Regions from separate parts of the Mus musculus genome. Here all the other regions are linked to region 1. A link is a contact called in public HiCAR-type and promoter capture Hi-C data. All regions are on one chromosome and are shown on one strand. The core of a region is the stretch at or near the end of the contact, and the rest is flanking DNA. Distances in the headings are between cores, read along the strand shown.

Evidence for each region. Promoter capture Hi-C pulls out the DNA fragments that hold promoters and counts their contacts. HiCAR-type assays count read pairs that join an accessible place to other places.
Region 2: a promoter capture Hi-C map of pre-B cells shows a contact between it and region 1. The contact joins the promoter of Maged2 here to the promoter of Huwe1 in region 1. A contact is called at or near these places in 5 of 39 promoter capture datasets (cranial neural crest, frontonasal cranial neural crest, liver and 2 more), 2 of 484 Hi-C or Micro-C datasets (CD4 T cells and Th1 cells) and 1 of 115 datasets of contacts at active chromatin or transcription factors (astrocytes).
Region 3: a HiCAR-type map of astrocytes shows a contact between it and region 1, with 4 times the contacts expected there. The contact joins the promoter of Gnl3l here to the promoter of Huwe1 in region 1. A contact is called at or near these places in 4 of 39 promoter capture datasets (the C10 cell line, hippocampal neurons, liver and 1 more), 6 of 484 Hi-C or Micro-C datasets (B cells, CD4 T cells, CD8 T cells and 3 more), 7 of 115 datasets of contacts at active chromatin or transcription factors (astrocytes, embryonic limb bud, extraembryonic endoderm stem cells and 4 more) and 2 of 9 other capture datasets (adipose tissue and liver).
Region 4: a promoter capture Hi-C map of second pharyngeal arch cranial neural crest shows a contact between it and region 1, with 2.6 times the contacts expected there. The contact joins the promoter of Fgd1 here to the promoter of Huwe1 in region 1. A contact is called at or near these places in 11 of 39 promoter capture datasets (the 3T3-L1 cell line, 3T3-L1-derived adipocytes, HPC-7-derived erythroid cells and 6 more), 2 of 484 Hi-C or Micro-C datasets (embryonic fibroblasts and nephron progenitors) and 4 of 115 datasets of contacts at active chromatin or transcription factors (astrocytes, cardiomyocytes, embryonic stem cells and 1 more).
Region 5: a promoter capture Hi-C map of 3T3-L1-derived adipocytes shows a contact between it and region 1, with 5 times the contacts expected there. The contact joins the promoter of Tsr2 here to the promoter of Huwe1 in region 1. A contact is called at or near these places in 9 of 39 promoter capture datasets (the 3T3-L1 cell line, 3T3-L1-derived adipocytes, the HPC-7 cell line and 6 more), 1 of 484 Hi-C or Micro-C datasets (CD4 T cells) and 5 of 115 datasets of contacts at active chromatin or transcription factors (astrocytes, embryonic stem cells, forebrain and 1 more).

What each region holds. Positions count from the first base shown.
Region 1 is chrX:151,800,681-151,806,671 of GRCm38.p6, forward strand. It overlaps Huwe1 (HECT, UBA and WWE domain containing 1), which reads left to right and starts at 2,602. Exons shown (of 83, transcript NM_021523.4): 1 at 2,602-2,889.
Region 2 is chrX:150,811,187-150,817,177 of GRCm38.p6, forward strand. Maged2 (melanoma antigen, family D, 2) reads right to left here and starts at 3,159. Exons shown (of 13, transcript NM_030700.3): 1 at 3,043-3,159; 2 at 1,485-1,551; 3 at 637-1,128. The coding sequence starts at 1,529.
Region 3 is chrX:151,014,192-151,020,182 of GRCm38.p6, forward strand. Gnl3l (guanine nucleotide binding protein-like 3 (nucleolar)-like) reads right to left here and starts at 3,131. Exons shown (of 16, transcript NM_198110.2): 1 at 3,010-3,131.
Region 4 is chrX:151,043,597-151,049,587 of GRCm38.p6, forward strand. It overlaps Fgd1 (FYVE, RhoGEF and PH domain containing 1), which reads left to right and starts at 3,574. Exons shown (of 18, transcript NM_008001.4): 1 at 3,574-4,385. The coding sequence starts at 4,079. It overlaps Gm46690 (a long non-coding RNA gene), which reads right to left and starts at 2,496. Exons shown (of 2, transcript XR_001782846.2): 1 at 906-2,496.
Region 5 is chrX:151,094,103-151,100,093 of GRCm38.p6, forward strand. Tsr2 (TSR2 20S rRNA accumulation) reads right to left here and starts at 2,441. Exons shown (of 5, transcript NM_001164578.1): 1 at 2,327-2,441; 2 at 2,063-2,153. The coding sequence starts at 2,410.

The DNA.
Region 1 (5,991 bases), core at 1,352-3,851:
TTGGACCATGAGTAGCTCCAGCAAGGTCTCCCTTAGGTGAGTAAAATATACCACCAAGGGAGCAGGAGCGCCCTCTCAAGGGACAGAGGCGGGGCTAATCGCGTGGTAGGAGGAGCCTTATATCCAGTGTGAGCTGTGCAGCCGTGGGGGTGGGGGGGGCTTTGTAAGCCGAGGGCGAGGGAGGGGGCTGGGGGGGGGGGACAAGATTGCTACTGGCCTCAGACCCTGCACACTGTTGCAGGCCTCGCCAAGCCCCTGCGGCGGAGGTGAGCTTAGTTCCCCCCTCCCCTCTTCCGGGACCTGGGGGGACGGGGCGGTTTTAGACTCCTCGAGGTAGGGGGCAGTTCCCACGGGATCTGGCTCTGAGGCTCGGAGGTAGCCGCTTTGGAGAGCCTTTGGGAAAGGCTGCTGAAGGGCCAGACTGGCGGTAGCAGCAGCCTTCCTCGAACCCCTCCTCCTCTCCCCTCCCCCAGTCCTCTGCGGCCTCCAGCAGAGAGCTAGCTGCATCTTTGGGGACAGCAGGACAGCGGGGAAGCAGCGAACAGCGCGCAAGAGAGCGGCCAACAGTGGGGATGCGAGGTACCGGCATTGGCCCTGGCCTAGTGGCCCTAGAAAAGAAGTAAAGGCCCAGCCTTCAGTTTTTCTCTTAAGGGTTGGAGGAAGGCGGCTTCAAGAGGAAAAGGAAGGTGAGGGGCGAGCAGGCAAGCTTCATGGTCACTACTAGGCGCGCGCGCGTGCGCGTGCATGTGTCCTGATATGTATGTGTGTGTGTGTGTGTGTGTGTGTGTGTTCTGATATGTATGGTGCTGCAGGACACACATTCATTTTGTTTCATTGCATTAATTTTTAAAACTATTTTATGTATCTTAGTATATCACAGCATTCAATTGTGTCCCATTTTTACATAGCTATATTGTATGCTTGGACTACAGTTTATTTAACCGTTTCCTGATTGTTGTACACTAGCTTGTTTTCTTTGGGGGAGAGGGGGCTATTGCAAGTAATGAATGGGCTTGTGTATGTTTCGTGCACATGTACGAAGGTATTCCTGTAGGAGAAATTCTTCGAGAAGTAATAGCAGAATCAAAACGTGTATGTATTTCAAATCTTGATAGATTTATCTAAATCTCCTTCCCCAAAGGCCATAATAATTTACACTCTCCAACGTAGTACGATATTGCCTATTTTTCCATAGCTATGCCAACATGAATTGTTACTTATCTTTATATCTTTTCAGTTATACAGTAAAAAATCACATGTCGTTGCTTTCATTTTACTGCTGTTTGAGCATATTTTCATTTTTCTAATTACAAAAGTCAGTAGTTAAATATGAACAGTCTTGTATATAAGCAATAAACATTTTGAAATTTTAATACCAACCCCCCCACTCTAAATTTCAAGAAAAATAAAAATATCTGGAAGTAAACTATAAAACTTTCAGGAATACAATGGAAGAACGTTTGCATAAATGGAGAAGGAATATCAGGCTTCTGCATAGGAAGCCTCTATTCTGTAACGATATTCATTTTTCTATATTGATTCAAGCAGTTGATGCAATTCCAATAAATATACTAAGTTTTTGGAACTTGACGATTCTAAAGTTTATGAGGGGGGGATGGCTAAGAATAACCAAGAAAATGTTTTTAAAGATGGGGGTGCTTGTACAATTAAACTGTACTCTGAAGGAAGCATGTTTAAATTAGAATAGACAGAACAATGGATTAGAATGGAAAAGCTCACAAACGGGCCAGACTGGATCCCGATTTATTGGAGAAACATTGTTGGTTAGACATGCAAAAACTGCCATATTAAAATCTCCAAGCGCCTTTCTCCCCACCCCAAGCTTGAATTTGCTTTTGAGGGCAGACGCCTTTGTTTGGAGAAAACCACTTTATTGGGTCTTTTTTGTTATAAGGTAAGGAAAGCCTCAATATTTAAAACTGGTGACTCCGGAGGTAGAACTAATGATATGAGCTTTTAGTGAAAAGATGGATTCAGGTTAGCCTGCAGTGCGGCGAAGGAAGAAGTATGGATATTAGAGGTCTTTAGATTTTTCCCCCCATGTTTTGAGCACAAAAACTGGTGTGTCATTGTTTCCATTTGCATTTGTGTGTTTATTGTAAATTGAACATCTTTTATGCGTTAGTTAAGACTAGCACGTTATTCCTCGAGGCAGGTAACAATGGGAACCCATTCTTTTCGCTTTCGGAATGGAGTTTGGCTAATTGGTACAGCCCTGCTGGAAGCGTGAGAATAAACAGGTTGACTTTTTAAGCACTAGGCAGGCTCCAGACACCTAAATCGGGGGCGGAGGTAGTTTTCAAGACATGGCCGAGATTTGGCGCTGAGCTGTGTCATCGCGAGGTTTGGTAGCAAGCTCCGCAGTGGGTCGGAAACCTCGTGGTAAGCGAGATCCCTAAAGGACGAGAGCTTCCTCCCTTTCCCCGAAAAAACTCCCAGTCATTTTCACGAAGCTCCGCCTTTCTCCTTTTTAGGAGCGTGCACCTGGTCTCGCGAGATCTCATGTTTCCTAAAGGCGAGGCGCGGGCGGTCTCCTGCGGTGAATTACGAAGGTCTCGGCGAGGCTGAACGTAATATCGCGATAGTTCCTACGGCGCATGCGGGAGCCGGCGGCGGCATGCTGGCTCCGCCCCGTAGTGCTCCGTGAGGTTGTGCGTCATTTGCTTTTCGCTTCGCGTGGGGTGAGAGCGGAGCGGTGGCGATTTGGGGTTTGGTGGCAAGCGAGGGTTGGGACGGGCTGGGCTCAGTTTTTCCTGGTCCGGTGGAGGTTCTCCTGGGATCACGCGAAGGCGGCGGCCGAGGTTGGCTACTGAGTGCAGGAGCTGCGGAGGCGCGAGCAGCGTCTTCTGGTGCTGCCGTTCTTAGCCGGTGAGTTCTCGCGGGAGCAGGGTTACGTCCTCGTGGGGATTCGCCGGCGGTGGCGGAGATACCTTGGGGGTGGGGGGGCAGTGACTAGGGTCGGGCCGCCTGTTAAGATGGCGGCGGCGGCGGCTGCCTGTCTTGCTCTTACACGGTACCAAGGGGTTAGCTATCCGCGTTTGTGACGCTTCTCAGGTACCAGACGTTAAGGAGATGACGAATGGCGAAACGTCGTGGTGCCGGTAAATCCTTCCTGAGCTGAAGACCATCCTGTTTCTTACCGGTTAAAGCGACACCATTTCCCCCGGCCTCTGCCTCGTGTGGGCCTGCCTTTGCCCCACCAATCGCTCTTCGCCTCTGTTTTCGTCGTCGCAGTGGGCGGGTTGGGAAGTGCGGGAGGGAGTCCATAGTTCATTGGGTAGTGGGCTGGGGATTAGATTAAAAAGTGGGAGAGAGGGACGCACCTAAGATTGTTCTCATAATTATTGCGCGCTTGCTGCTTCTCAGCCCTTGCAGCGACCCATATGAAACCCCTAGTTTTTCTTGATCCGAGGTGGGCTCTGCTTCCCTGCTCCCGCGGCTTTCGGGCTAAGGTTTGAGAGGTCAATCTGTAGAGTCATTAGAGTACCTTCCCTTTCCCAAATTCTGTCTCCCTGTCAAATCGCTCAGCTACGTGAATATCGGGATGCATTATTAAGGGGAGAAGTTAAAAAAAATCCTATCACTCCTCCTCTGTAGTCCTAATTTAGAGCCTAGCCTGAATCATCTACCCTGTCCCATGTCCTTCCGTGGTGCTTTTGGCGCAGATGTTAAAAGAGCTTATCTTATTCCCTGCATTTACTCCATCTTTGTGGATGGATCAGCAGTAACCTTCCATTTTCCTAGGTCCTCTTGCTTGTTTATCCCTGACGCGGGGACAGCGTACTGATTTCTTCAACTTTGAATGTTTTGAGACCATACTTGGGCAGAACAATAAACGGGTCAGTGGTCGGATAATTGCAGTCTTAGTGGTCTCCTTCGTGCCCCCACTAGGTGAAACTTTGCCTTTCCAACCCCTTCCACGCTACAAGCTCTGGGACCCGCCCCCTTTCCCGCCTATGTTTCTGTAGTCTGCTGGTCTGTATATCTTTTTGTTTTGTTACAGCTAACCAACATTTAAGAACTAAGTCTCACTTCTTAATCCTTATATTTCTCTCTTAACTGCTCTTCCTCCCACCCCCAGGAGCTGAATCCCCTAGCAAGGTGTCGACCCCCAGTACCTTTTCCTTCCTCCAGGAGTTTTACCCCTAAAACAGTCACGCTCCTTTTAAATTTAAATTTACTTCCTTTCTCCTCAAATCACTTCTATTATAGACAATTAATTCCCTATCACGTGTTTCCTTTGTAGATAACATGATTTGAATTACTTTTTATTTAGCACCAGTGTTGCATAGATTGAGGAGATGCTGCCAACATTTCCAATTCATAGGAAGCAGCCTGATTTAGAAAGTTAGTGTTTGCTTCCAGTTCACATTGAACTCATGACCTTGGGCAAATTACTTTTCAGATTTTGTTTGTTTATATAATGAGGGTAGTAATGCTTACCTTGTAGAAAATTTGCCTCAGAAAGTTTGGGTGCCTTTTTAATGTGAAACTGTATTGGTAGATAAATGTTTTTGTGCCATATTCTACCTTTATAGCCTGGTAAGGTTTTTAAAAATTGTTATTTCTTCAGCTGTATTTTTCTATGTTTAGGAATAATACCTATTCGCTCCTGTCTGCTTTTAATTTTTTCCTCATAAGCCACTTTGTATGATCAGTGGTTCATGTTTGAATATGTTCTCACTATTTGAAGCTTCTACTGGTGTAAGACTTTTGAATGCAAAATCATTCTCTTGGAATGACCACCAGCTATGTTTCGGTCATGAACCACACCCAAGTGTTCTACCTTTTGGAAGGGAGTGCCTCATCCCTTGCCTACTCATTTTTGCCACTCCTTCAAATACAGTCTGTCCTGTCCTTCACCTCACAAAAGTCTTGAAATTTCATGCCATTGCCAGTTTGCAGTGTTAAAGAGAACTTAAGCTTCAAGTGTTTTTATTTCTTTCTCTTTACCTCATTTATTTCTCTTTACCTCTATCATTTTTAGACAAACTTTGTCTAAGTTGGGTCAGTATGGGGGGCATATTTGGCAGTCTTTTTATTTAAGTAGGATAATACCTATATGCAAGACATTAGGAAGGTTGATCTAATTAAATACCATCATTTCCCCCTCAAAGGCAACCACAGATGACTCTTTGATAACTACCTCCTGTTGTGCTTTTGCCATTTTATATTTTCTAACATTTTACTCGGAAGTAGTTTTTCTTACTACTATATTTTTATTAGATCAACACTAGAGTGGTTTTTTTCCTTAATTATGTTGGTTGGGTGATGGGGTTCAAGTAGGAATATAGTTGCAAGAAGTATACTATCATTGACATTTTAGTGGGTAACATCTGATAATTAACTATTTGTGGATTTCCGTTTTGAGCTTCAGGGTTTGAGTTGGAAGTGCTTTAGGAAAATGAATTTCCTCTTTCATTGAAAGACAGGTCACTTTATTTTGAGACTCTTGTCTTGATTCCTTTTACAGTGGGTTAAGCAATAATCACTAACTCTTGTCCTTTAGAATTATACTAAATCTGGGAATGATGATCAAGGCATGACCTAAAAGGTTTAATTTATTCTAGGTAGATCTCTGAGAAGAGAGGAAGGAGTGGCAGTACCAAATAAAAACTTTGTCTAAGGTTCAGTGACAAAGTTCAACCTGAATTTCCAGGATGTTTATCGTTTGTCTCCCAGTATGGCCAAAAAGCACTTATGAAGGTGAAAAATAATTTTAATGTGTACAGCTTTTTCTTTTCATAAAATATGTTTTCCTTAGTGTCAGTTTGTTAAACATGCTATCATTTTGTTTGAGTTGAAAACAGTTTTCAGGGGTATTGTCTAAGTGTCACTAGAAACACTATACAGTTCTTTTTCAGAGTGTTTAGTTACTGCTCAAAGCAGGTTCTAAAAATGCAAGTTGGCATTTAAGGGCTATTGCTTCAAAAATAACTGATTGTGTCTATTGATACAGTGGTTAACTAC
Region 2 (5,991 bases), core at 1,909-4,408, 990 kb before region 1:
ATCGAAAGAGGGGAAGGTCAATATCAGCAAGTGGTGCAGGTGGCTCTTTCTCTTAACTCAGTCTCTTCTGGAAAGCACACCCAACGCTGTCTCTTCTAGGATACATCCCCACAACCCTGCCCTTGTAGTAAGACTCTGCCTCACTGGACACTAGCCATCCTGAGTCATGGGCTTATCACTGACTACCAGTTGGGAATTTCCTCCCTGAGTGGATCAGGAACAAGTCAGAAATAAGGCCTGAGGCTTTCGTCTTCCCACATCCACCCCTGACCTGACTCTGCTTCTAGCACCATTGACGAGCCAGTCCTCTTTCTTTCTGGGCATCAGTTTCCTGCCATACAGAATGGTACCATAAGGAGTTACTTTCAGATATGAGACTACACATGTGAATAAGCCTACCTCAAGGTCTATAGTGTACAGCTACTCTGTACATATAAAAAGCTGCATTCCAGTCAGCATGAAGCTATGTATATGCCTGCCTCATCTCCCCACCAGCCTGTGAGCTCTGTGGATACAAGAACTGTGACACACTCCTGTTAGTGTGCGCTGGGTCTTTCAGGAACACAGGAATTGTTTTAATTTTGGCAGACAAATGAACAAGAAGATTGTGGAGAAGCAAGGATGGGTATGTCTTACCTTTTGGGTATTCTTGGCTTTGACCTTGGGCCGAGTATCCTGGTTCTCCTGAACCTGGACAGCTGTACCCTCAGGCTCTGGTTCATCTGTCCCAGCCTGAGAGGCAGGAGCCTCAGTCTCCGGAGCCTTTGTATTGACCTTTGGATCGGTACCACAGCTGACCTTTTTGGTCGGGGTTGTAGGCATTGTCATAGCCTGCAGGTCAGACTTCTGCGTCTTGGTGTCAGCTGCTGGACTCTTGTTTTCAGTTGCCAGAACTTGGGTCTCACTCAGCTGTGTGGTAGGTGAGGCCTGGGTGGCAGCTGCCTCAGACGCCTCTGGGGCCTTTGAGACCTCTGTCGCCTTTGGGTTCCCAGAGGCTTTTGGAGCCTTTGCAGCCTCTGAAACCTCTGGTGCCTTTTCTGCCTTTGGTGTTTCTGAGACCTCCAAGTTCTGGGTCACGGTCAACAGGTCCTGCATCACGGAGCCGCTGTCCTTTTCTGAAGCTTTGCCCTGCAAGGGAAAGCAAGGAAGTTCACTGACCTTCTTCCCACCCCTCAACAAGGCAAATGGTCCCAAAATTAGGTGGCTACACTTCTCTGACCTGTAAAGACTCTTACCTGTGGTGTGCTCTGACCACCCCAGCCTAAACAGGCTTCCCAGTTAAAAAGTAATGACAGAACCAAGGGCCCGCCCACCCTCTCTCCCTTCCTCTTGGCCTCCCCTCCACTGGGGAGAGGGGATGCACCCAGGCAAAGAAGTGGGTGGAGAATGACAAGGATGGGAGGAGAAGCTCCAAGGATTTAGGGCAGCAAAAGGGGCTTGAAAGGCAAGCAGCAAGAAAGGGGGGGGGGGGGTATCGGTCTTACCTGAGAGCGAGCTGGATCTGCACCACTCTCGCTTGTGTCAGACATGTCTCAAGTTCACCTAGCAAAGCTGAGTTCAAAGAGAAGGCCTGGGTCAAGTGGAGAGCCCGCTGAACGTCGTATCCCTTGTTCTGCCTAGAAGCTGATCCTCACCTTCTTTAGGGCCCCAAAGCCCAGCCCCTCCCGGAGCCCCAACCAGTAGGTGCTCAGATACAGAAATTCTGTCTCTAGGTCTCAGTTCTCTGCAGCCGCACCCTCCCCTCCTCCAGGAAGATGTGCCAGCGCGGCAGCTCTGAGGACCCCGCCCCCTTTTCCCAGCGCACCCCCCCCCAGCCGCAGGCTTAGAGTGCGCATGCGCGTCTTCTGCAGCGCCCTTTCAACCCCGCCTGCTTTCCCAGTACAAACCCGTTCTTTGAAGTCCACCGTGCACATGCGCATTCAGCAGCTGGCCCAGTCTCTGCGAGCCCTTCTCAACACGCCCCTTTCTAGCTATACATAAAGCGCATGCGCAATGTCCACGGTCTCAGTCCAGCACCCAACTCCTATACACGCCCCTCTCCAGGTCCGCAATGCTGTTCAGCCCCGCCCCCTCCCCAACAAACCTTCCATCCAAATTGTCGCAGTGTCTGGTGGTCCTAGCCCCTCCCCTACTCACAACCACCCTATCAATTTCACAGAGCCTCCAGGTCCCGCCCTTTATCCTAACACGCCCCCCTCCAAACGGTAAAACCCAAATTGGTTTGGCTCCTTCCCTGTAACACCCCCTCCTCAACTCAGGATTGAACTAGTGATTCCATCTTAGGCCCAGCCAAACGGGGTCCAGTCCCCTCCCTTCCTAGCTGGATGGATTCGGTAAGATTTGGCTCTTAAGGCAGGTTTTCTCCAGATCCCAGAGGGTGGGGCCGACCCCTAGCAGGCTCTCATCCAAAGCTGGGGCCCATGACTTACCTCGTCCTCCTACAATTCCCGAGTGTGTCCACTCTCTCCAAGCCCCTCCGAAACTCAGATACTGCCCTCCCCACTAAAGGCCGGAAGTGGTCCCGCCCCTTTCCGCCTCCCTAGGGGGCCTCCGTCCCAGCCCGTCTGCCCCTCCCCCCTCAACACTCCTTATTCCCCCCCTCCCTATTCCCTTGCCTAACTCCGGACTCCCTATTTCCCATCGCATTTCCTATTTACTCTACAGAAATCTCTTCCCATTCCTTACATCCTTCTCTGTGTTACCTATGCAACCCCCCTCCCCAGTGTCCCTTAACCCTTCTCTGCATCCCCTATTCTTGTCCCTGGATCTCGCCTTCCCCTTCTTATTTCCCCATATTCTTCCTTCTCCTCCAAGCATGCACAGTTCCCCTTTTTCTCCCCTCCACCTCTGCCAGTCTCTGCTGTCCAGTTCATATACAGCTTACTACTTTCTTGGTCGTTCTCATTCTCACACCGCATCAAATGCAGCACTTCTGCTCCAGCTATAGTGGTCAAATAAGAATTGCCCACCTGCCCAGCTATAGGTTTCAGGTAGTTAGAACCACTGTCTGCTCACCAGGAAAGCCCAATGTTGTTCCCTCACCTTGTCCTCCAGTGAGTCTGGGATGCGTGTGCCTGCTCCTCTCAGTCCCTCTCGAAGTCTCAGCCTCCTGGACTAGAGCTGCAGACAGCCCAGCCCAGCCCAGCCCCTTTCCGCAGCCCCCTACCCCCCGCCCCCTTCCTCGGGGGTGGGGCAATGGGGCCCTGCTCAATGCTGTCTGACGCCAAAGCCCATGTTTATGCCTCTGTACCAGGTTCGGTCTGAAGCCCTTCCAACCCAAACTGCCCCCACGAAAACGATTCATTCATTGAAATTATTTATTTTATATCGTTATTTTTCTTACTACAAAAGTAGTGTGTTGTCATGTGAAAACCAGAGAAATGCAGAAATATGTAACAGAAAATTAAAAGCTATCTTTAATCTCCTTCCTCAGAAATACTCATGACATTGAGTACTTTGATAGACATTCCTCCATTAATTTTTTAATTTGTAGTCTGATTATGTGCACTTTCTCCCTACACCGGCTATACTAGTTACCTACTGTTCTGTAACTGCTTTTTTTCAAGTTATATATTCAAACCTCTTTCCCTTAGCATATGTTTTTTTAGAAATGTATAATGTTTTCTTGTATAACTGTCCTATAATTTATTTACTTAGTTCAGCTTCGTGTACTTTCTGGGTTGTTTCCCCCTTTTCGAACTATTACAAACAATGCTACAAGGACCATCCTGGTGTCTATATTGGACTGTTTTGTTGTTTTATTATGTTTTGCTGATTCAATTCATTTGAAAAAACTACCATTTTCAGCGTAAGTTAACTGTACAAAGTAATGACTTTTATTATGGCATTGACAGATTCACCCTCAATAACGTTTTTCACTAGTTTGAAATGGCACTTCTGTTGCCTGATAAATTCACATAAACAACTGGGTGTCTTCATGAGAACAAGATAAAATGTAAAGACAAAGAGAAGTAGACAAAATATCATTAGCAATAGAGCAGGTGAATGCAGACCCAGAAAAAGCTTATTATAAACTATAATTCACGGTAGTTATAGAAATAAAATTCAAGATCTTTCTTATACACAAATAGTCAGAAGTCTGCTTCTTGAGGTCACCTTTGCCCATACTGGACAAATGAAAGATAGCCAATCCTTATGGCTTTATGGACAATTTGATTCACATACATTTTCACACATCATCAAGGCGGGTTTATATATTCGTTTCATTTCCTATAAACTGTTACTTCCCCCAAGTTTGTAATGTCACCCTTCTACTTTCTTATCTCCTAGGCTCTCTCTGCTGAGCACAAATGAATAGTCTCTCATTTTCTTCCAATTCTGGTGCCCCAAATTCCTATCCTATCCAACTTATGGAAAACTTCCAATACCAAGAAAATAAAGTTCTCAAACCTGAGGGTCCTGAGGGTCTATGAAAGCACCCTACAGCTGGTCACCACATAGATGTTGTAGGTGTGTGTTTTAGAAGATCTTAGGTGTTGTATGGGGATTAAGTGTCTTCTTGGAACTAGAGAGCATAGCTATGACCTTGGTAGTCATCCAAACAAGCAGTGCTTGTGGTTTGGCCTAGAGTGTTAGCAGGGGAGATAGTGAGGAGATTGGTGGGGGCGGGGTGGACTGCTAGGACTTGATGAGTAATTGGATTGTGGAGGGGTGGATTGGAAGGAGGAACATAGTCAAATATTGGCATCTTTCTTTAACAGATAGTGCAGATAGTGACCCTTTCAGTGAGTCATGGAATAATGGAGTTAAAAAGGAAAAGAACATTGATTTTATGGCACTGGTGGTACATCCAGGTAGAAATGTCAAATTGGCAGTTGGATAAGCCTGTCTGAGAATCAAGAAAAAGGTCCGAGTAGAGGGTATCAATCTAGAAATTGGCACTTGTATACTTTAGGGTAGTAGTGCAGTAAATAACAAGAACTTAATTCCTGACAACTTTGCTGAATTTCCTTTAATGAGAAACATGTATGCCTCATTCAGCCATTGTATTTTCGAGTCTACACTGTGCCCCAGTTTCCTGGTGGTTCTCAGTGTCATATTGGTATTCATGACAGTGAGTGGATTTTCAAGAAACACCTATCTCTATTTGCCAACCTTTTTCTTCTGAAAATTATATCTAGTTGCCCATATACCAGTTAAACAACACACTTTACTATCAGAAGATGTGTTCTCTCACCTAGGAACTTCTTCCCATGAAACTGCTTTCTGTGTGCTCTGTTAACAATTTCTAACATTTAGAACTCCATGTTGATTCACTTGTGGTCTCTGGAGGAACAGAATTAGAACCTTGCATACTATTGAATTTAATGAAGTAAGCTCAATTCATGTTCATCAGCCGGGCAATGCCCTTCCTCTCTTTTACTTCCTTCCTAACACAATGGCATAAATATCCTTATCTTAGGACCTTGAGAGGCAACCTTATCTGAAGAGAAAAACCAATTAGTTAAAAAAATCTTTACTGTTTGACTAAGGAAAATTTCTTTCATTTTCTTCTTATGAACTGTAGAATCTTTTGATCATCAGCATTAGTCTACAGAATCTGAAAAGCCCAAGTCATTATGCCCTAGGCCTGTTTGCAATGACCATAGACAATCAGGAAAAAAATAACAAAACAAAACAAAACAAAAAAACCGGGGATTATGGTCAGCGGGCACATGCTCTTCCCATAGAGCCTGATGGTCTGAGTTTGAGCCCAGAGTCCCATATGGTGGAAAGGCAGAATGGATGGTAGAAAGTTGTCTTCTGACTTCCAAATGTGCACCACAGTGTGTGTGTTTGTGTGTGTGCGCGCGCACGTGGGCCGCACACACATGCACATGTATGCACACCAACACACAATGTGTAATAAAAAAAATTTTTAAATAAAAGAGAAAGTTCCTGTGATTACATAGGTCCCACATACCAGCATAGGGAAAACATGAAAAGCTGAATTACCTTTAGATGTTTCAATTAAGGAAATAAAGAACCCTG
Region 3 (5,991 bases), core at 1,881-4,380, 790 kb before region 1:
GCTCTAAACAATTGGGAAATTGGGAGAATACTATTCTGGATCTAGGGCCTAATATGGCTTAGCAGACACAAGGAAAGCAGTATTATATCACTCGAAGAAAGAAATAGATCAGAACCTTTCTTCCTGGATGGAGTCCATGCCTCCAATACAATTATTGATACAATAATTGATACAAGTGGGTACTTGTAGTATCATATCCCAGGTAAAAGACTGGTGCTAAACACCTCCACACTGGGAAGAACAGATAATATGTTTCATCAGTGAAGAGGAGTGATAGTGTGCTTTTTGAAGGGAGCTTCTGCATGTCATCTACCCTTCAAGAGGGGGAAGGAAACAAATCCCGGGAGTCAATCCTGGAGAAATAGGTCCTCAGAATCCTTACTTTCGGCTGCACAGATTGAAGTCAATGCTAATGTCAGGAGGCGGTGCAGGGGCATCTCACCTGCCTATGTGGATAGGGTCTGCACCCTGGCAAGAGGAAGGACATGTCATTTGTTCCTCTGTTCTTGGGTCACTGACTAAAGAATCCGGCACAGTGGCTATGTCTCTATGTGCGTCTCTGCTACACGGGAGGACACTAGTCCACGCAATTTGTAATTGTTGGGGAAGATAGAGCCTGGGTCTCATTACTCATCTGTCAAGGAGGGGCAAAGCTGCTATGCTTATTTCCATGATGAGGTAGTATGAAGGAAAGTGGGCAGCTTTGAATGAGTAGGGTCCACACACTTTTGCCTGATGGAAGCTATTCTGAATCCTTCCATAGGTGGTGGACTAGAAGACTAGAATGATGTGTATAGATTTCATGTGGATTGAAGTCAACAGCACATTAGTATTGAAGGGAATAGGGCCTCTGGTTTTCTTTTTTTTCTTTTTTTTTTCTTTTTTTTTTTTTTGTTTTTTTTCGAGACAGGGTTTCTCTGTGTAGCTCTGGCTATCCTGGAACTCACTCTGTAGACCAGGCTGGCCTTGAACTCAGAAATCTGCCTGACTCTGCCTCCCAAGTGCTGGGATTAAAGGCGTGGGCCACCACGCCCGGCTTCTGGTTCTCTATGAGAGTAAAAAACAAGGCATAAGGCCATGCAATTATAAACTCAATGAATTTGCTCCTCCCTTGGGAAGTGTGCATCTCTCATTTTACCTTAGGTGAGAAGAAATATCTGGCAGTTGTGATGCATACTTTTAATCCCAGCACTCAGGAGGCAAAGGCTGGCAGATCTCTGAGTTCAAGGCCAGCCTAGTCTACAGAGAGATTTCCAGGACACACACACCCCACAAAAAAAAAAAAAAAAACTGTCTCAAAAAAAAAAATCAACAACACCGGGGCCTAGCAAACACATAAGTGGATGCTCACAGTCAGCTACTGGATGGATCACAGGGCCCCCAATGGAGGAGCTAGAGAAAGTATCCAAGGAGCTAAAGAGATCTGCAACCCTGTAGCTTCAACAACATTATAAACTAACCAGTACCCCGGAGCTCTTGACTCTAGCTACATATGTATCAAAAGATGGCCTGGTCGGCCATCACTGGAAAGAGAGGCACATTGGACAAACAAACTTTATATTCCCCAGTACAGGGGAACGCCAGGGCCAAAAAAATGGGAGTGGGGGGGGGAGAGAAGTGGGGGGGGTATGGGGGACTTTTGGGATAGCATTGGAAATGTAATTGAGGAAAATACGTAATAAATTTTAAAAAAAATCAACAACAAAAATTAAGAGGCTGGAGAGATGGCTCAGTGGTTAAGAGCAGTTAAGAGCACTGCCTGTTCTTCCAGAGGTCCTGAGTTCAATTCCCAGCAACTATATAGTAGCTCACAGCCATCTATCGTGGAATCCGATGTCCTCTTCTGTCATACAGGTGCACATGTAAATAAATAGAGCATTCATATACATAAATAAATACAATTTTAAAAGTAGAGAAAATCTGAGCTCCTATTCTATGGATGAGGAGAGATTTCGAATGCACTGCATTGTAGGATGATCAGTGATATCACTGGCTTTCTGGGCTAAATGGGAGGGGGGAGTTGTCTGCATCTCTACTGCTCAGATGCCCCCTCTCTTGGTCAATCTGGTGATTATAAATCATTTGGAGGGTGGGGTTCTGTCTCTACCTCAAAAGGGAAGAAAATAAACCTGAGTTTCTCTACCCTGAGGGTCTACTTGAGAGGCATAGCATTATCTCAGTGGACTAAAGTCTGTTCCCAGGTACTGTAAGCCAGTTTGGGTGGGCCTTTACTACCGTCAGAAAAACAGCAATTCTTTATGGGGTAGCTATGGGGGTCTAATTTTCCATAATGAAGGGGGAGGGGTAAATCTGTGTGGTTGCCCATAAGTCTCTGTCTCCAATGATTTTGAGGGCTGATGGTGTCTGGTGACTGGTTACAAGGGTAAACATGAGAAGGGTGGGTCTCTACGTTAGGAGCTCTCTTCCTCTAGATATTACACAATTCTGAGCTCCCCTATCGCAGTATGGAGATGGACAAGCCCCGTTAAAGACCTATGCCTTAATAAGCCAGAAGTCGGCCTGCTCAACCTTGTATTGGAAATTATTTTCTTATAGGGCAGGGATGATATCATCCACCATTTGATGGGTCGACACACCTGTCTCCATTACGCAATGAAAGTATAAACGTAATAGACCTTCTCACACATGGATGGGGGCGTCTGTCTACATGGGAGAAATGGCAGTAATGCGAAATGACGCCCAAATATCCTGAAAGGCGGAGGGCAACCGACATTTTGTCTCATACGCATGGTCAGTGCCTCTCTACATAGCCAGGATGCATCTTTAGAGCCTCTCTAGGAGGCCGCCAGAATGCAGTTCAGCGCATCGCCACATGTGGAGCTATCCGTATCCCTCTTCCAGGCCCTTCTACTTTACAAGAGAGCCAGCTTTTCACCTCTCTAGTCCAGGATGGCGAGCATCTCTGGTTTCACCTTTAAAAAAACAATCTTTACTATACTGCTGGCCTGGTGAGCACTCACCACGAAAAAAAAGAGAGTAGTCTCTTACCTACACTTCCGGCAGGGACCTCGGAGAGCTGTTAGAAGCACAACGTCGCCAGTCCAGGAGTGCGCAGCTAGGCTCCGCCCAGACTTCCGGATCCCAGCCCAGCTCTTTGCTCCGCCTAATTTGCGTAAGACGCAAGGGCGGAGTTTCGATATAATTGCTGCGCCGCACAGTCCCGCCCCCGCTCCCACGCTGGCCCCGCCTCCTGGCTGCCGGCGGGTAAAGAAATAGCGAAGAGGGGGGCGGGAGCCTGGCGATGGGAGGGGGGGCAGTTGTGTGTATCTGTGTCTTGTTTGTGTGTGTGTGTGTGTGTGTGTGTGTGTGTGTATACTCATGTGGCCACAAAAGCTATTTGTAAGACGAACTCTTTTGTGCGGCTTCCTGGCTAGGGTTAAGGATGTATCTTCTCTAGTCTGTTACCAAAGTAATCACTGGCAGCATTAGATGAGGGTAGGGGGCAATAGTTTGTCCTCCTGGAAGATGGCGACAGACCGGGTGCGAGAAAATGGCCGCCGGAATCACGTGTCTATTTGGCTGCGTATATCCCACCTGAAATGAGTTCGCTGTTTTCAGCAGCTTTCCAGTCTCACGGGACTCTAAAGCATAGCAAGGCTCAGCCGGGAGCAGCAACCGAAACTCTTTGGAATTGTCACTCACCGGTTTACCCTCTTCTCCCTCATGTATGATTCCTGTGTCTGCAGAAAATAAACCTATCTCTAAAGCGAGGGTAGGTAAGGGTGTCTTTAATAACCATTTCAGGAAACTTCTGACTTGACTGGGAAGTGAGATAACCCTCCAAAAAGCGTAACTATTAATTTAATTCCTTCCTGGTCATTTACTTCCAGTCCTTTCCCTCTCCTCAAGTCTAAACCTTAAGGGTGGGGGTTGGGCTAGGTAAGGCAACCACCCAGAACGTGTGTTCTTCATCTGCAACTCATTCCTGCTGAAAACAAGCCCTTTTGCTCTCCCTCCCCTTATAGTACAGGATTGGCTGCTACCTTTCTCTCTAGACCCCAGATTCTTCTGGACCCCCAAAGTAGCCATAGTATTTACAGGCTCTATTTACCTATTGTAGCTCTATGAAATTTCTAATACCAGCGTTTTTATGACTCCCAGTTGAGTAAGAATCACAGCATCCTTTATCACAATACTACACTGTAGTAGGTTTTTTTCTTAAATTTTTTGTAGATTTGTTCTAGTTTGTGAGTTTGCTGTTATGTGTGTGTGTATGTATGTGCACCATATACCTTCCTGATGCATGTGGAGAGCAGAAGGATGCTTTGGATCCTCTGAATCTGGAGTTGCTGATGGTTGTGAGCCATCTGCATGTGAAAGCTTGCTGCTGAGCTCAGGTCGCCGGCAAAAGCAACAGGCTCTCCTAACTGCTGAGCCATCTCTCCAGTCCCTGTACACTATAGTTCTTAATGTGGCTTCATCACCACAGGAGAGAGGACTCCTCAGAGAAATGACAGTTCATCTTTGAACTCTCATAGAAACCCAGTACAAAACTGGCTGGAAGCAAATTTGTCAACTGAAATTAAGAGCTGCACCACAAGTCAATGGGGATTGAACAGTTTAATAGGTAGCATTGGGAAAATTGGATCAGGATAAAGAGAAATATAAATGCCAGGTATGGTAGTACATCCCCTGAGTACAGAGTCTGAGATTGGAGGATCAGAAATTCAAGATCATCCTGGTTTGCACAGGCAGAGTGATTTAAAAAGGAAATTCATGATTTTGAAACAGAATGTCTTCTAGCCCGGGATGTTCTCAGAATCTCTGTATCGCAGGATGACCTTGAACTTCCTGATCCTTCTCTGTGCAGCTCTGGAATAATAAGATTAGAAGCCTGTGCCGCCACACCCAATTTAAATGTATGCCCTGCAGTGGATCCAACACAATACCTTTTGCATGTTAGACAAGCACTGTACCATCTGAGCTACATCCCCAGTTCAATCTTAAATGATTGTCTCCAGGAGGAACAGCAAAGTATGGAGTACAGATGAAAGAGAGTTTATGATACAACACAACCTGTAAAGTAATACAAGCTCATCGGTTGCATGAAAAACACAGAAACAGAATGAAGATAAAATTTGCAAATAATCTCATTTTTTCCATTAGTGCTTTTCAAAATGTGATACTTGGACTACCAGAGGATCTTAGAAATGCAAATTTATGCATCAAACCCAATTTTCTCAACTAAAACTCTGGCTGTGAACAACACCAAGGTTATTTGATAAAGCATCCAGGAATCATTTTATACGCACCTAAAATTGTGCGTGTATGTGTGTGTGTTTGTGTGTGTGTGTATACATGTATATTATATATAATATATTTATATATAATGTATATATGTGTGTTTATACAATATATAATATATAATAATATTTATTTTATCTTAAAGGAAGTTAAACCACTTGAGCTGATAATACTTCCACAAAAACCATAGCTTAACAAAACCCCAGTACCATGCATGAGAAAACTCCTTTCAAATGATTGGTCAGGGTAGTCAAAGTGACTCTGAAAACAGTATAGATTATTGATGTAGCTCTTGGTTGCCTCTCAGAGCTTGAGGGTAAGCCCTTGATGCTGAAGACACTGTACACTTAAGACAAACTCTTATGATTTGAGCTGGGTCTAGCCTGAAAGCCTGTTTCCTATGGTCTAGTTTCCAAGCTTCCAAAAATACTATACAAGCTACCCAGGGAGGGAGGCAATTAAACAGTTCTGTTCAGCTGCAACACCTATGAGCCACTATAATTAGCAGTATTTTATTTATTTTATGTGTATTGGTGTTTTGCCTTTGTGCGTGTATGTGTATCATGTGCATGCATGCTGCCTAGAGAGGCCAGAAGGTGTCAGATCCCCTGTATCTAGAGTTACAGTTGTGAGCTACCTTGCAAGTGCTAGGAATTGAACCTCAATCCTAAAAAGCTATCAGTACTCATAACTGGTGAGCTAAATTTGCAGCCCCTATGTAGTACT
Region 4 (5,991 bases), core at 2,324-4,823, 760 kb before region 1:
TCAGAGATATGCTTGTTTCTGACTCCAGAGTGTGAGGATTAAAGCCATGTGCCACCACACCCAGCCTTTTCCCAAGTCTTTTGACTTGAGATTGGTTGAATCCATGGATGCCAGTTCTCCACAGGGTCTTCCTACTTACTGAGGCCTTTCCCTGGAATACATCCTTTCTTTCTTTCTTTTTTTTTAAACAAATGTACTTATTTTATATACGAGTACACTGTCACTGTCTTCAGACACACTAGAAGAGTGCATCGGATCCTATTACAGATGGTTGTGAGCCACCATGTGATTGCTGGGAATTGAACTCAGGACCTCTGGAAGAGCAGTCAGTGCTCTTAACCGCCGAGCCATCTCTTCTCCAACCCTCCCTGGAATACCTTCTTTCTTTCTTTCTTTCTTTCTTTCTTTCTTTCTTTCTTTCTTTCTTTCTTTCTTTCAGATTTATTTATTATTATATCTAAGTACACTGTTGCTGTCTTCAGATGTACCAGAAGAGGGCGTCAGATCTTATTACAGATGGTTGTGAGCCACCATGTGGTTGCTGGGATTTGAACTCAGGACCTTCGGAAGAGCAGTCAGTGCTCATAACTACTGAGCTGTAGCTCCAGCCCCCCCCCCGAATACTTTCATCTGCATTCTTCATTTGCTGATTCCCATTCTTTCAAGCTTTGCTTGACCCCTAAAGCTAGACACTACCAACCCCTAAATTCTTTCATTCCTGTCACTCTCTCTGTTCTGTTCATTCATAGCCTTAATGCAGTTTATAAATGTGCATGTTTATGTGTTGTAATCTGGTGTGCATTTATGTCACGTCATCTCCGGTACTGGTCCGGTCATTTTGAGAGTGGTGTGTGCTCAACACTTTCCTGTTTGTGATCCTTCTTACAGCATAACTGGTGCCTCACCTGAAGCCTAGACTCCATGCTCCGGAGACATTCACAGCGTCAGCTGAAACTTAGGCAAGTGAAGAGGAATGAGGGAGAAGTGAAGAGAGTTCCATATGCGACGGCAGCAAACGTGCAAAACCTCAGCCTTCATCCCAGCACACCGGAGCCTGAAGCAAGAGGACTCACTGCAGTCCAAGGTCAGCCTAGACTCCAAATGAGGCCCTGCCGCTAAAAAAAAACCCAAAGAAGCAAAAGAGAACAACAACCCAAAACCTCCAGAGGTCATATGGATGGAATTGTCAAAGAATTTTAAAAATTAAGGTTAAAAAAGCCTTCAGAGGCTGGATAGACCAAGGAACAGTCTTACAATTTTTCAACTTTGACTCAAGCATTAGGTTTAGAAAGGCTGATTGAGATCTCACCAGATCATAAAGAGCCCTGCCAAACCTCTAATGTTAAGGAAGGTAAATTTTCTTTTGAACCTTTGGGGACTTGGAAGATTCTAAACTTGTGAATGATATTTGATTTTGAAAGACATAGACTTGCCAGATGTGGTAGTATATGCCCTTAGTCTCATCACTCAGGAGGCAACCACAGAGGGATTATAAATTCAAGGCCTGCCTAGGCTACACAGTGAGAGCTTGTCTCAAAAAATAGTAATAATACAGACTGCCTACAATATAGAGAATAGATTCCAGGACTCAGTGAACACTTGCCTGTCTTGCCTGAGGCTTTGGGTTTGATACATGATAATGAAAAATAGTTAAGAATAGATTCCAGAGAACAAGACTGAAACAGGAGAGCTGTGAAGGTATTGCAGATTAGAAGCTGTACTAGCCTACACCAGCGAGTGGCAATGGAAATGAGACTGTATAAGTAGATGATGGAGATGGTCCTGTAGATGATAGGAAGACTTGGCAATTGCATGGGGGGGGGAGGTGTAGAAGAGAGAGAGAGAGAAAAGAGCCAGGGTATAGCTTAGATCTCTACTTTGACCAAGATCCTTCACTTAGGTAAGGTACAGCTCATTGAGAGAGGATTTCTTGAGTTGGGAAAGAACAGAGATTCTAGGTTTCTCTAGGATTTTCAAACAATGTTGTTTTCTAACCAGCTGAATGTCTGGGCCAGGAAAAATGTTTTGATTTGAAGTATTTTAGAGTAACTATCAAAGAAGTAATAATTGAAGCCATAGAAGCAAATGAGATATTGAGGGAAAGACCAGAGAGAGTGCGTGGGAAGACAGAGCTCAGGCCAAAGCTCCCAAGAACACTACTAAGACGAGGAGGAAACTGAAAAGGAAAAAGGAGAAAAATAAGCATGATATGTCATAGGGAAGCAATTTCAGGAGAAGGGAGAGGTCACTGGTGCTACCTGAATGCTAGCAAGTCCAAGTAGGATGACCTCTAAAGAGATTCTTTTCGGTTTAGTAACGTAAGCTATGGAAGACCTTGATAAGAAAAATAGCTTGGAAGAAGTAGTAGAGGTGAGTTGTAGCAGGGTTAAAGATAAGTGGGAGGTAGGAAATGGGACACTTGACTATGAGCAAGTCTTGAGTCATCTGTAAAAAGAGAAGAGAGATAACTTTTGGTGCTTGTTTTTTTAGATGGGAGAAGATACCTGACTGTTTAAAGCCCAGAGCGAAGGGACTCGGAACGAACTCAGAGGTCTGTTGCTAAGAATTCCAGACCTTTCTTCTGGCGTCTTCTGTTCACTCCATGTAAGTAGGACATGGGCTTATCAGCTAAGTACCGTGGGACGGAGTTGGGGGCACAAATCAAGATCTTGGGGAGACTAGATTTGATATGGCCACCATGGATGAGAGTTATCTAGGCAATGGGGGTGAAACAGAAAAGAAAGTTGACTACTAGTAGGGTGTCGGGTCAGTTCTGAGGGACTTGTAGAAGCTGGGAAATGAGGGTTTATCATGACACAAATGTGGAAAATTGTAGTGTTACCCAGTAGTGTTCAGCTGCCTGGGCACAAGCATGGAAAAAAAGGCAAACAGTTGGACTGGTTCAGTTTTGGGTTGCTGCCAGCCGGGTAACGGACAAAACAAGGGACCGCGACAAAAAGAGTGGAAAAGTAAAGGGCCATGAGATCTGGTCTGAGAAAATAAGTACTAAAGGATCGCTACGTGCCAAGCCTAGCTTAACTCTGGGACATGTGGAAAGGCTTCTGGGAAAGAGTGTGATGGGAGAGCGGAAGAAGGCATGAGATGCGACGGAAGGGTCGATTTCGGAAATTGGGCCCAGAGACTCGCCTCTGTGGGACCAAGGAAGGATGGGAAGGAAAGCTGAAGGGCCAGCAGAAGGAGGGCCTTAAGCTCCTAGCAGTTAGAGGTGAAACTGGCCCTAGCGAGGGGGCGTGGCCAAGCTCAAATCCCGACGAGGGGGCGGGGCTCCAATAACTGGGTCTCAGCGCCGCGGTGGCTGCGGCTGTCTCAGCAACGGCTCGCGCCTCCCCATCCCCCAGTTCCCAGGGCTCTTCCCGCCTGCCGCGGTGCAGACCCAGGACGAAGGCGGAGAAGCCCGGTCCAGCCCGGTCCTCCGCCCGCACGGCTGGAGCATCGTTCCGGAGGACTGCCCGAAGGCAAGCCTCGCAGCCGGAGAGCGCGGCGCACACGCGCGCCTCCCGGCCGCGGCCGTCCTCTCTTCCCTCCTTCCTCTCCTCTCCCCCTCCCCTCTCCTCCGCCCCCAGCCTCCGCTGCGGCGGGAGGAAGAACCCTTCCCGACTAGCCCAGAGAACCCAGGTCGATTCTCATTCCGGGAGAAAGAGACCCCCCTCGGTGGGATCCGGCTGGCCGCTCGCCCCCGGCTACGGAAGTGACTGGTCATCTATTAGGAGAGCTCGTGCCTAGCGCAGCCCCCGACCCTCGCCTAGCCGCAGCCGCATAGACAGCGCTCCCCAGCGGGCCCCCGGCCCCGCCGAGCCCACTCCCCGCTTGGGGCCAGGGCTGGCGATGCCTGGCGCGGCAACGGCGGTGGCCGCGGCTGCTGCTGCTGCTGCCGCCACGGCTGCTGGCCGGAGCCCGGGTCGGGGGCTCGAGTCTCCGCAGTGGGGCTGAGCCCGCAGCCCCGCCCCCCGAGCCTGAGGCCGCTGCTCCGCCGGGCGCCGGGCCTTCTCCGCCCGCGCCTCCGCCCCAGGAACTGGAGCCAAGCGGGGAGCCCGGGCCCCGCGCCCAGGCCCGGACCATGCATGGCCACCGAGTCCCGGGGGGCCCTGGGCCTTCGGATCCCGAACGCTCAGCGGCAAATACCCCCGGTGCCGCTCCGCTGGCCTGTGCCGACTCGGACCCTGGAGCCTTGGAACCCGGGCTGCCGGTGAGCAGGGGCTCAGGCACGGCTCTTGGAGGCCCTTTGGATCCTCAGTTTGTTGGACCCTCGGATGCCAGCCTGGGAGCGCCTCCAAGCTCCCGGGTCTTACCCTGCGGCCCTAGTCCTCAGCACCACCGGGCCCTGCGCTTCTCCTACCACCTGGAGGGCTCGCAGCCTCGGCCTGGTGAGTGATCCAGACAGCATGGGAACCTGGGCCACGGGCCTGGTACCGGGAACGGGTTCTTGTTCTAGGACTTGGAGCCGACATGCTCACCCTAGCCCCTTGGGTCCCCTCAACCCCTACCCCCACCTCCTGCAGTATTCGGTCCAGTCCTTTCAGCCTTTGCCCCTTGCTCTTATCTGTCCCTTGCGCCCTCAAGCCTTAAGACTCCTTTCTCTTCTAACTGTTGAGGCTAACAGGAGAGGAAGCACTCCAAGAAAAGGGGGCAGGATTTCAGGGCAGCAATGGGGATGTGGTTGGAATAGGAGAAAAGAAGTCTCCCATTAGCTAAGTGACTACATTTGTGCATGGCACTGAACTGGGTACTTTTACAAGGGTTTTTGTTTCAGCTTCAGGAGCCATCTGTGAAGTGGATATCATCAATTACATTTTTAGGGGTGCAGACTGAGGCTTTGAGAAGTAACTTGTCCAAGGTCACACTGTCATTATGGTGCCTGGATTTAAAAACAGATCAGAGTCCAAAATCTGTGGTCTTCCCGCTTCCCCAAACTGAAGCTGGAGAGTAATGCAAGCTTTCTCCTTATGTGATTTCCCCTTATACGACTCAGTAGCCCGAAAGTATGAGCAAAAGAGAGAGGGAGATGGTGGACTGATCCTAGATTGTGCTTCTGCTAGGTGTGTGTGGCCACAGGACAAGGGGAGGAAGAGGTAGGGGGTATTGATGAGAGAGAAAGGTGGAGCTGAGCCTGGAGGAAGGGGCTGAAGGCGCTGCTGGTACGAAGGAATAGGACAGAGAGGTCAGAAGGGAGAGCTGCTGGGCCAGGAGATTGTTTGGAAAAATCATCAGGATGGTTGCTTGGGTTTGCAGTGTGGTGGAACAACTCTAGGTCAGGCTGGGGCCACAGACCCCGATGGGCCTTTTCATAGTCCTGAGTATCTGAGCAGCCTAGCAGAGCCTCTAGGATATTCTCACGTGGGCCTGAGTCTGGGAGCCTTGAAGGAAGAACAGTGTATGGATCTGCCCTATCTTCACTGGGACTGAAGGAGGTGGTGAGCTTTTAGCAGCTTCCAGGGCTCATAGCTCACCTTCCACAGATCACTAGGACTGTGGCTCAGGACCAGGTAGTAGGAACAGTTGGTGAAGCATAAAACATGGGCAGAATACGCCTCTCTCTGCTGTCTCTTCTTTGGATAGTTATGGAACCTCTGGGAGATTTCAGGCGCTGCCCCCCCTCACCCCCTTGTGAACTGGAGATAGGCAGCTGACACTCTTTAATGCTCTGCCCTGCTTGTTGCTTCTGCTGGCTTCCCAAACTCCCCTGGACACATGCTACTCATACATACATACATACATACATACATACATACATACTTGATCTTAGCTCCTCCCTTCAAATCCCTAAACAGCCAGAGCTCTCCCACTGCAGTCTGCATTTGCTTTGCCTTCTGCCTGTTAGCTCTTCCCTCAGCCCTCCACCTGGCTTGCTCCTCATCTTTCTGGTCTCAGCTCAAATGTCCCCTCTGAGAGACCTTCCCTGACCACTTTAAGTAGGGCCTCTTGTGAATCTCCATCACAGCTGCCAGTGTGTGTCTATCCTTACATTTAATA
Region 5 (5,991 bases), core at 1,191-3,690, 710 kb before region 1:
AAAAAACCCAAAAAACAAAAATCAAATCAAAAAGGCTTCTCCTCAGGCTCAGTTAACTGAAGAATTCTGAGCTCCTCTTTAGCATAACACACACCACCCAGTATTTTAACTATTCATTTACTTACCTGAAATCACTCACTAGATTGTAAATGTTGAGCTGTGAATCTGCCTAATACCATCCTCAAAACTAGGATATTGGGGGCTGGAGAGATGGCTCAGTGGTTAAGAGCACCAACTGCTCTTCCAAAGGTCCTGAGTTCAAATCCCAGCAACCCCATGGCGGCTCACAACCATCTGTAAAGGGATCTGATGTCCTCTTCTGGTGTGTCTGAAGACAGCTACAGTGTACTCATATAAATAAAATAATCTTTAAAAAAACCTAGGATGTTAATGAAGAGTTAAAAAAAAACAGCATGCAATACTCTAAGTCCTCTTGTTCTTTTATACCCCACCAAGACAAAATGGAAGTGTAGAACTTTTGTGTAGAAGCAGCAGCATGTGCTTATCGAGCACAAGCACTTAGAATGTGGCTGGTCACAAATGAGACGTACTAAGACTTTTAAAATTCCAGATTGTGCCGGGCGTGGTGGCGCACGCCTTTAATCCCAGCACTCTGGAGGCAGAGGCAGGTGGATTTCTGAGTTCAAGGCCAGCCTGGTCTACAGAGTGAGTTCCAGGGCAGCCAGGGCTACACAGAGAAACTCTGTCTTGAAAAACCTAAATAAATAAATAAACTCCAGATTGTGAAATTTAATACTAAAAGTGAAAAATGCTTAATTCTTATGACATACTAAAATATTTTGGAAGAGGATTTTTGTTGTATTTATTTCATGTGCATGTTGTTTTGATTGCCTGTGTGTGCACTGTGTGTACCTGGTGCCCAGATAAGGACAGAAAGATGATATCAGAACCCCTGGAACTGGAGTCATAGATAACTATGAGATACCATGTAGGTGCTGGGAACGGAACCGAGGTCCAATGCAAGAACAAATGCTCTTAACTGCTGAGCCATCCTTTCAGCCCTGTGTTACTTATTTGTTAATTACATGTATGTGCATGCACATGTGTACAGATGAGGAACATTTTGGATCCTCTGGCGCTGGAGTTACAGGTGGTTGTGAGCTGAGAACCCAACTCAGGTTAGGAAGAGCAGGACGCACTTTTAACAGCTGAACATTTCTCCAGCCCCTTCTTTTATCATAAGGACAACTTGGGGATATGGAGCTTGAAACTTAGAGCAATTCCCCTGTCTCCGTCTCCCTGGTGCTAGAATCACAAACATGGCCCATATGCTAGACCTTGGATATGAATTTAATAACACTATAATATTTGCTTCTTTCATTCATTTATTCATTTGTGGTAGTATGAGTAGTGTAGAGCCTCACATGTGTGTAGTAAGCAAGCACTTCCATTGAGCTATATCTCCAAGTCTTTATATTATTTTTATTATGAGACAAGGTTGTGGTGAATCTGAACTTGAGGTCCTTTTGCATCAGGAATATGAGAGTACATGCCTGCACCACAGGGCCTGGCTGCCTTTTATTTATCAGAGGTACTGCTTTTAGTTTTGGTGGCACCAGGGTTGGAGCCCAGGGACACGAGCAGACTAGGAAAGTGCTCTACCACTGGGCTACACTCCTCACCCAACAATTTTAAAATTATATTTACTTGTGTAGGGAGAATCAGAGGACACCTTAAGCGTGTACCAGTTCTCTCCTTCCATGTTGTCCCAGCTATGAAATTCGGACTGTTATGCTTGTTGGCCTTTGTCCACGGAGCTGTCCCCCACCCCTCATCCAGCAATTTTAAGTTACAAGATATGACTCGAATAGTTCTTTTCGTCGGATCTTTCCATAACCATTTTAGAAAGTAGGAAAATGACTCTCTGGAAGGCAAAATGCGTTCTCCAGCATAATAGCATTTGAGTGTCATTGCCTCTAAGGCACTCTAAAGACACAATTCTGATCTCAAAGTCACGATTCATTCATCAAACGCGGGCTCTCTACGTCGAGGCTCTGCCACGCCACACTGCGACAGACAGCAACACCTCACATTCACTCACCATTGGCGATGAAGTAATCCTCCACTGCACCCCCTAGCCACTCGGCCTTCTCCTGGCTGTGCACGCCCCCGAAGCCATTCTCCACAGCGATCTGTGAACACAGGCCCAAGCCAACCATGACAGCATGGAAACCAGAACGGCGTGGCCTGCCGGGGCCTGGGAGTCTGCCGCTTACACCGCCCAGCCATGGCTCTGGCGCCTCGCCTGGTCAACTTCTATTTTGTCACAGCCTTAATCGTGACCCCCCGCCAGGACCTCACTTACCTGTAAAGCAGGCCAAGCCTCCAGCGCAGCTCGGACTGCAGCTCCGAAGAGCACACGCACATCTTCAGCGGCGCCCGCCATCATCCGTTTAGATCACGTGGCTCCCAGGCAGCCCAATCGCTAGGGCGACCTCACCAGGCAAAAGGAGCCAAAAGCCGATTCTCAGAACGTGGTTTAGTTTTCTGCCAATCTGGCTGGCAGCAAGACCAGAACAGTGGGAAACGCCATCAGTGGTAGATGCTACCACTTACCACAGTAAATCCTAATAATTAAAGGAGAACCTGGAGCAGAGTACTTAGGAAGCATAGCTGAAATAAAGAGGAAAGGAGAAAAGAATAGCGAGGGCGAGAAAACCTACATTTGCGAGGCTCAGCAGATAAAGGCAATTGCCTCCAAGCCTGAAGAACTGAGTTCAGTCCCTGAGCCCTACAGGATGGAACTAGAGAACCGATTTCTGCAATTTCCTCTCACCTCCACATGTGTTACACGGCATTCACAGGCGCAGGCACTCCCACACACAATAAATAAATGTAATTTTAATTTTTTAAAAATAATTATTTTATATATGTGAGTACACTGTCACTGTCTTCAGAGACACCTCAGAAGAGGGCATCGGATCCAATTGCAGATGGTTTTGAGCCACCATGTGGTTTCTGGGACTTGAACTCAGCTCAGGACCTCTAGGAAGAGCAGTCAGTGCTCTTAACCGCTGATCCATCTCTCCAGCTCCAACAATTCATTCTTGAGTCAAATATGAGTGACCATGTCCAGGATTCAGGTTGTCCAGAAAGATATTTTCTTTTGTGGAAGTGGTCAAATGACATTTTAGTAGTTACAGAACAAAGAAAGTCCTAAGTCAAAGCATTTACTAAATCTATTGATAGAGACTACAGGTAGTGGGATGAGGAAATTTCTGCTTAGGTTTCAGATACTGTCTGATGACATTCTTAGCTTTTGGATTCATAGATGCTCGCTGTTAAGTATGTATTTGAAAAGTTGTGATAACCACGAGATTTCTCGTTCAGATTCAAGGGAAGACAAGGAATTGTTTTCAATGGGATTAAAAGTAGCTCAAGGTCATTTGTCTCTCCTCTGTAACATTTTTACTCACCCCAACCACAAAGCTCCGTCATTTGGTCCTATAGAACGGTCCATACAGATGTACCTGTTCTTTTCTCTAGGAACTTCAGTTTCCACTGTGTAGCCATGTCTGGTATTGGACTCTTACCACACTCTCCTAAATTCTAGGACTAATCACACACCACCACACTTAGCACAGAATATAGATTTTTCTGAAGTTCACAAGAACATTCTCCAAGACACACCATGTAGTATTCCACACAACAGCGTTTAGTATGTTTTAAGGACTAAGGGCTGATAATGTTTCTATCTACCTTGCCAGCATACTGGGGTCCTGGAGTTTCATCCCAAGACCACAAAAGAAAAAAAAAAAAAAAAGAAAGACTGCAAAGCAAAATTAGAAATTAGTAAGAGAAAGAAACATGTGAAATCCATAAATTTGTGTAACCTTATGGACTCTATTTTATGGAAATAGGTCAAAGGACAAAAACAAAGGGAAATTGGAAAACACTATGAAATGAACCTTGAGTGTTGTAGCTGAAGTACTTAGGGGACACATTTTTAGCTTGCAACAAAAATGTTTGAGCTGTAAATATTTAGAAAGAGCCCATGGGGGAGATACAGCCCACCACTGCCCTCAGCAGTCTGAGGAGTTCTGTCCTCCTTCAGGTAAAGCCAGGCCTTTGATTACACTGCAGGAAAGAGGTTCAGGATAAGCCAGCATTGTGATATGATCATCCAGTGTTATCTGATTGTTAGGATCATTATGATATATGATAAGCAAAGTTAATGAGATTTAACTACAAGCGTTTAGAGAACACATTAAGCTCTGTAAGCATTTAGAAAAAGGAACAGTTAGCAAAGGAAGCATTTGTTCTGCTAAAGGAACACACAGCAATAAAATGACACCTAATGACAGTCTCCTATACCGGTAGATCAGTGCCTCTTTCAGCCACCATCAGAGAAGCTTCCTCTTGCAGAAGCCGGGAACCAACATAGAGACCCACAATGTATTGAGAGTGAGAAGCTCTGGTCTTAAATGGAATGTATTCATGAAAGCCCTCTTCAGAATCCCACAGAGGAGAAGGTGGAAAAGATTGTAAGGGCCAGAAAAGATGGACGACATGAAGGAAATAAGGCCTTCTAAATGCAAGAGGACTGATGCACACAGGAACTCACAGAGACTGTGGCAGCATGCACAGGGCCTGCAGCAGCGTAAACCAGATGTGGCTCCCGTGCTTAGAAGGGAGGTAGATGCAAGCCCCCATCCTTAATCCGGAAGGTACCTCCAGTTAACTGATTGAAAAGGGGAAAAACTAGTTTTCTCACTGGGGATACAAACCACTCTTACAGGCAGGCTCTACACGCAGCAGTAGATAGCCAACAAAAACTGGACTCAATGGTATTTTTGTAGACTTCATCTGGTGTTGCTTTGTTTGAGCTTTTTTTTTTTTTTTTTGTCTACTGGCCTTTTGCTTGTATACTACAGTTTCTGATTTTGTGGTTTGTGGGTTTTGTTTTGTGTGTCTGTGTGTCTATGTATTTCCCAAGCTTTTTCTTTGTTTTTTTTTTTTTTTTTTTTTTTTTTCGAGACAGAGTTTCTCTGTGTAGCCCTGGCTGTCCTGAAACTCACTCTGTAGACCAGGCTGGCCTGAACTCAGAAATCCTCCTGCCTCTGCCTACTGAGTGCTGGAATTAAAGGCGTGTGTCACCACTGCCCAGCTGTTTTTATTTTCTAATTCTGTTTTGTTTGCCTGTTTGTCTTCTAGATGGAGAGAAAGAAAGGACATAGAGGGCTAGGGGATGTAGCTCAGAGATAGAGTGTGTGCCTCGTATGTGTGAGGTCCCAGGTTCAATCCCCTGCATCTCCAAGCAGTCATCAATCTGTTTTTCATTCTTTCTCAATAAAAAGATTTTCACTTGTACATTTTGCCGGGCATGGTGGAAAGGTGAGTTCCTGGACAGCCAGGGCTATACAGAGAAACCCTGTCTCAAAAAGAAAAAGAAAGGACATAGAGTTGGGCAGGTGGGAGAGAAGGATTATCTGGGTGGACCTATGGGAGGGGAGACTACATGTACGTTCCTGACCAGATAGCCCAGTGAGTAAAGTCACTTTGCCACCAAGCCTGACTATCTGAGTTTGATCCTGGGGTTCCATAGAATGGAGAGAGAAAACGACTAGAACCAATTGTCCCCTCCCCTCTACACATGCCCTATGCAATGTCTCTGTGTGCCCATGTACAGATACACATACAACTAACCACAAATGTTCTTAAAGTGTCAAACTGAGGCATGAGATACATTCATGGCATCTCAGCACTCAGGCCGCAGAGGCAGAGGCAAGAGGATGAAGGCCACTCTCAGCTACATATCTGTGTAATGAGTTTGAGGCCAACCCGATCTACATGAGACTGTCACAAAGAAAGGAAGGAAGAAAAAGAGAAAGAAAGAAAAAGAAAGCTAATAGTGCAAGATTAATAAAAATAAAATATACATTTTTAAAATAAAGAAGATGGAGCTGGTGTGGTGGTGTTTGCTTCAGCACCTGGAAAGTAGAGGCAGGTGGATCTCTGTAAGTTTGAGGG